2 separate regions of the Mus musculus genome follow, and region 1 is linked to region 2. A link is a contact called in public HiChIP or PLAC-seq data. All regions are on one chromosome and are shown on one strand. Each heading gives the region's core, a stretch centred on a gene start, on an enhancer-like site or on the middle of the called end of the contact. The rest is flanking DNA. Distances are from core to core; before and after follow the strand shown. Region 1 holds the start of 4930431P22Rik (RIKEN cDNA 4930431P22 gene). Region 2 has its middle 42 kb from the start of Serp2.

Region 1 (2,700 bases), core at 101-2,600, 160 kb before region 2:
CCTCGCAAGCAGATCTGATTGGCTCTGTTTCTTTTACTTTATAGGCTCCTGTTTTCCTGTGGGCTGGATATGCTCCCATCTGACAGGCACGTTACCCCTTGTGCTTACATTGTTTTAACCATTACCTGGCTCTTGATAGTCTCTGATTTTGGAGTTCTACCACCCATTCCCTCCCCTGTCCCTGAACTATATATACCCTTGACTCCTGAACATGGAGGTTGACAATTAGTGGAGATCAAGCTTCACAAGTGGAGTGTAAAATGTCCACTTTATTCGTTTGCTTTTTTAAAAAATGGCATTTATCAGCTAAATCAAAATACTTGCACATCCAAATAGCCACTGTAATTAGGCTCTATTAAAATAGCTGCCTCCAAAGAACAGAGATCGTTGGTGTCACCCGTTCTGGCACCTGACTGGACCGTCTTTCCCAAGGCCTTCTGTTCTGCTGTATGCTGGTGTGTAGCTCATCAAAGGAGACGTGAGCGTCAGGGCTGCTTTTCACCCTGCTATTCCAAGCGAGGACTACGTAGGTGTCACAAATGAAGCTCACACGGAAGCAGAATAGGACACTAGTGGCACAGCCACGTGTCTCTGCCTCCCTGTAATGCAGCCTGGCTGGCATCGGCCTTCCGCCAACCCCTTTGCTGCCCCTATCCACCCACGAGCTCTTGTTGGGTCAGAAATGAGATTCTTTGACAGTGCCTGCCTGCCAGACAGACAGCCGATGCTGGGATGTAGAAAGCAAAAGCAAAAGCTGCTTTCTAAATTAAGCCTGGGCTCATTTATAAAAATAAATAGCCACAGCCTAGCAACGTGCTCGCAGCTTAGCTTTCTTCTGTTATGAAACCGCCATGGCTGGGGCCCAGGATGACAGAGTCAGAACAGGACCCCCACACCCTGACTCCTCCCATGTGTAGTAGTCATCCTGGGGAGTGCTGACAGTGGCCCTTGGAGAGCCTTGCTCTTCATTCAGGGTCAATCTAAGGCCAGGCTCCAAGGGCAGAGGGGATTCAAAGCCTCCCAAATATAATGAGTGCCCCCCCCCCCCCCGCTGCCATGAGTGCATGGACTACACTGTCAGTAATAACTATTATCGTCTTCGAACCTTCTCTCTGTCTTATGTCAACAGAACCTCCAGTGATGAGTTCTGCTTGAAAGAAGGACTATGAGAGAAAATAGTGGATGATCTTTTGATCGTAGTCTTGCTGGGACACTCAGAAGTAGAGCCCACAAGACCCTTGGAGACTCATGGGACATGTGGCAGCGTGGTATGAAGGATCTGTTCCTGCCATCAGCTCTCTCAAGCTTTGAAATGACATGTCAAGTCAGAGTGATCCAAGGACTATGGCCACCTATTCTGTGTTGCTAGGATCAGAATGACGGAGCTTCTGGGATATTCTATATGGTCCCTAGTAACCAGAGAATGCCCAAGGTAGCATGTCAAAATGAGTTCAGAGTTGGGTCCCTCCATTACAGTACTAAACAGAGCAGAGATTGGCCTAGAATGTTCTTCAAAAGTCGGTCTTCTTCTAACCTGGCTTAGTCAGAAACAATGGTCAGTAATAAGAAAGTTCTTGCCATAACCAAATATGTGAGAATATATTATTTAACAGGTTTGTTTTTGGAATAATAACATGCATGTGGGAAAAACTAAACAGCAATAAAAAACATAGTATAATAACATCCAGATTCATCTCACAGTGTGCAGTAGATTCCATAGACTCTGTGACAGTTCCCATCTCAGCCACCCAGACTACCAAAGCTTGGGGTCTGAAGTCTGGGCGGAAAAACATGATGAGGATTCAGCCCTAAGAGAATCAGCAAACTGAACAGACTCCCCCTAATCTATAGTGACAGCTCCCTGATGGTGCATAGTGATGCCTCTCTAGAGCAGGAAAACCACAGCAGCAACTCTGCAGGCTACACTCCAACCTGGTGAGACCAGAATGCTAATCGTCCCAACCCAGGTCTCCCGTGTCTGACATGGCTGCTCTGTGACAAGACCCCACTGAGAAGTTGTGTTGGATGTGGTTGCCTAAACAAGGCCAACAAGCTGACACCAGTTGATATACCCCTGAGAGATCATACGACACTAATTGGTCAGCCCTAGACACTCAGGTCTATGACCTTACCTTCTTGCAAACTCAGAACTGATCCACCAGACAGGAGCAATCGAAACTGTGCTTCTGCGTCTGTACTGTATGAGGATCCAACCAACACTACGATGCTCTTCCCTGTCTCTGAGCTCTTTCTACATATCAGCGTCTTGCCTTATGGTGAGTTTGCTTCTGGTGTGAGAAGTGGGACTTCTTTGGCAAAAACTTTGAGGATAGTTTCTGCCTATCAGTGCTTTAGTTTTTGGTCCATCTGAATCACAAGCCTAGATTGTGTGGTGACCTCTGACCAATTAATTCCATAGCTTTGTATGCCAAAGACTTCCAACATTGGTTTCCATAACTATTTCTCTCCCTATCTAATCCCTAGAAAGATCTGGGATTCTAGAATTCCTGAGAAACTCATGTAGTCTCAACCTTTCACTTTGAGGATGGAGACCCAGAGACAGGCAGAGCCAGGTACTTGTTGTGCAAGGGCATCTGCTTAGTTTCACCCACCCTGCCCTAACTTCTTACAGCCTAACAGTGCTTTGACAGTGATTTTCCTAGGGCAACAGTTCAAATTCCACCCTTCTGGAACTTGGAG
Region 2 (2,700 bases), core at 167-2,666:
TGCAGGCTTCTTTTTATCCTCCAGTTTATGTTTAGGCCCTGCACCTGTGCAGACAACCTTTGTTGATGACCACTCAGAGAGACAAACGTTACCTCGGAACCTTCCAGATCCTTCCCACCTCCACCTCTGTCAGAGTCCTCTGGATATTTTTACAGACATGGGAGTAGATGCCTGTATCCTCTCCTTCCTAATTGACCAGTGGGAAGGGATGCCTGTTCGTGGTGTTTTCTTTGACCAATAAGATACTTAATAAATTCCTAATATTATCTTGCCCGTATCCACCATTCAAAGAACTTCTGTAGTACCCACTCCCTTTTCCCTCAGTTTTACAACTTGTGAGCAACTGTGATGAGAATATAAATGATCTCGGTGATCTAGAGAATATAGAACACTTTTTTCCCCTCAACTAGAGGAAACAGTGCCAAGGAGAAAGGAAACAAAAATAGGGTCCCAGGCATGATGGGACAGAAACAAAAGCCAACAGTGAATGTCAGATCCAAAAGAGACTCTGATTCCCCAAACGCTAAAAGGCAGCCCACATATCCAGAAATGAGCCGAAGCTGGGTTGTAGGGTTTCTGGTGGTTGGATCAGAGCCAGCACTGCTCAGGATCTGTGAATTGGGAACCCTTTCCCTTACCTCTGGGCACAGAAGGCTACACTTGGCACCTGTCAGCCTATCAAAGCCCATGCTGGTCCCCAGGCTGCCTCCGCATCAGTATAAAGTACCTGTTATACATTTCAAAGTTTCCACCCAGAATCTCCTCACCTCCTCCTCATGCCTAAACTCCCCCAGCGTCCCTCTCTTACTCATCCTTCTCTTTACCTCTGTTCTTGTTATTCTGTGTTCTCTCGCTCTCTCCCTCGCTCTCTCCCGTTCTCTCTCGCTTCCCCTCCCCCCCATCCCCCTCCACCTTTCCCTCTCTGCTATGTTCTCTATCTCTTGTTATCTTGCTATCTCCACTCTTCTCTCCCTCGCTCTCCAACTTCCCTAGCCCTGGTCTACCTCTCTCTCTCTCTCTCTCTCTCTCTCTCTCTCTCTCGCTCTCTCCCTTCCCTCTCTGCTCTGTTCTCTATCTCTTGTTATCTTGCTATCTCCACTCTTCTCTCCCTCGCTCTCTCCAACTTCCCTAGCCCTGGTCTACCTCTCTCTCTCTCTCTCTCTCTCTCTCTCTGCTTTGGCCTCTTCCGGATGCCTCTGGCTGTTCTCTGAAATCTACAATAAAAGTCTTAACCATGTCATGGAGAGGTCATGCCATCCAGTTCCTTTCTTGTGCCCCACTCAAATACAGTGAGGAGGAGAGAACAGGAAAAAGCCAACTTAGAGATGCAGAACGAGCAGGCACTAAGACCCAGCAGAGCCCTCATCTCCAGTCTCCAACCCAGAGCAAACTGACCCCTCCTTTGCCTCTAGCTGTTACTGGCAACAGCTTCTACAGCACCTGGCTTTGGGCCTCTGCAAACTGCCCCGAGCGTCCCAGATCTGGTGGGAAAACTCTTAAGTCTCATTCAGAAATCAGCAAATAGATGACTCTATGATAGGGTGGCTGAAGGTCTGCTCCATTTTCTCTACGATTTGGCTATTGTAGTGCTGGAGGGCAGGGGGTGGGGGTGGAACCCAGGGCCTTGTGTTTAAAGCGTGTTTCCTGCTGCTGAGCCTCACAGCCAGTTTCTTCCCCCACTCTATCAGTTTGGGGACCTTCAGAGTCCGGTGACTTTTGCAAGACCAGCAGAAAGCTTTGCACGTACAACGTGAACATAGGGGAGGAGCTGGATAGGTGGCGGGAGCACTGCGCTGCCACCACAGAAGCCATGTGGATTCAGGACAAACAGCCAAAACCTCTGAGGATGCCCAGCTTCAGAGACAGAAAGAACATGCGCTCCCAGCTCAATCCCAGCCTCCCTCATTTGCATCTTAGGCCCTCCCCTCCCCACCTTGAACCCTAGGAAAGGCTGAGTATCAGTTTCTTTTCTCTGCTCTGGAAAACGTCAAAACTCCTGATGTTTGCCTCGGTGCTAGAATAGATTAAGAAACAAAAAGTAGTGGGAGTGGGTGGGTTATTGAGCAGGGGGATGGGGTGGGGGAGGGTTTCAGAGGGGAAATGAGGAAAGAGAATAGAATTTGAAATGTAAATTAAAAATAATAGTAATAATAGTAATAATAATAATAATAAAACAAAAAGAGCAAGATTTCCCTTCCCCCAGACAACCACTGCCAGGTGCCTACACTTTAGTTACTCACAGCTCAAGTGGCCAAGAGCAAAGGAGTGAGCTTCCATATGGACCTTTCCCAGGTCTACAGACTAGGGAATTGCCCCCTCCCCTTTCCTTCCTGGGAAGTTAAGTGGTTCCAAGGGGTCTTGGCTTAGAGAGGTGGCTTAAGCCTCTGCCCTGGTTCCCCAAGGAGAAACCTCTGTCCAGCCTTCTGAGATGAAGGCATCCACCCCCTAACCCAAAAGGAAAAGGATCCACCACCCTCTTTATTCCCAGTGGAAATAGAAGCTGAATAGGACTCCTCCCCAGCCCCACCCTGCCATGCACACAGTGTTGGTATTCTGTATAAACTCCACCCCCACAGTTCATGGCAGCAGCCAGGTATGCTCTTCCCTACAATTACCTGGCAAGAGCCAGGTAGGCTTGACCCAGTATAAAAGGGGCTGCTTGGCCCCTCCTCTTACCCACTTTAGCTCCTGCCTCTCTCT

Evidence for each region. HiChIP or PLAC-seq counts read pairs in DNA pulled down with a chosen protein or histone mark.
Region 1: an H3K27ac HiChIP or PLAC-seq map of embryonic stem cells shows a contact between it and region 2, with 2.3 times the contacts expected there. The contact joins the promoter of 4930431P22Rik here to the enhancer-like site in region 2. A contact is called at or near these places in 1 of 39 promoter capture datasets (the C10 cell line), 9 of 484 Hi-C or Micro-C datasets (the N1E-115 cell line, bone marrow-derived macrophages, cerebral cortex and 4 more) and 8 of 115 datasets of contacts at active chromatin or transcription factors (the 230-238 cell line, SST interneurons, embryonic basal ganglia and 3 more).

Annotation. Positions count from the first base shown.
Region 1 is chr14:76,758,781-76,761,480 of GRCm38.p6, reverse strand. It overlaps 4930431P22Rik (RIKEN cDNA 4930431P22 gene), which reads right to left and starts at 1,350. Exons shown (of 2, transcript NR_153763.1): 1 at 1,106-1,350.
Region 2 is chr14:76,597,822-76,600,521 of GRCm38.p6, reverse strand. No RefSeq gene overlaps it. Among named protein-coding and RNA genes, the nearest start is that of Serp2, 42 kb to the right of the region's middle. Within about 2 kb of position 1,416, at least 180 of the 459 cell types and tissues checked have an H3K27ac peak or open chromatin away from gene starts, as enhancers often do. A contact at or near this core is called in the N1E-115 cell line, SST interneurons, cerebral cortex and 6 more, where this site is marked.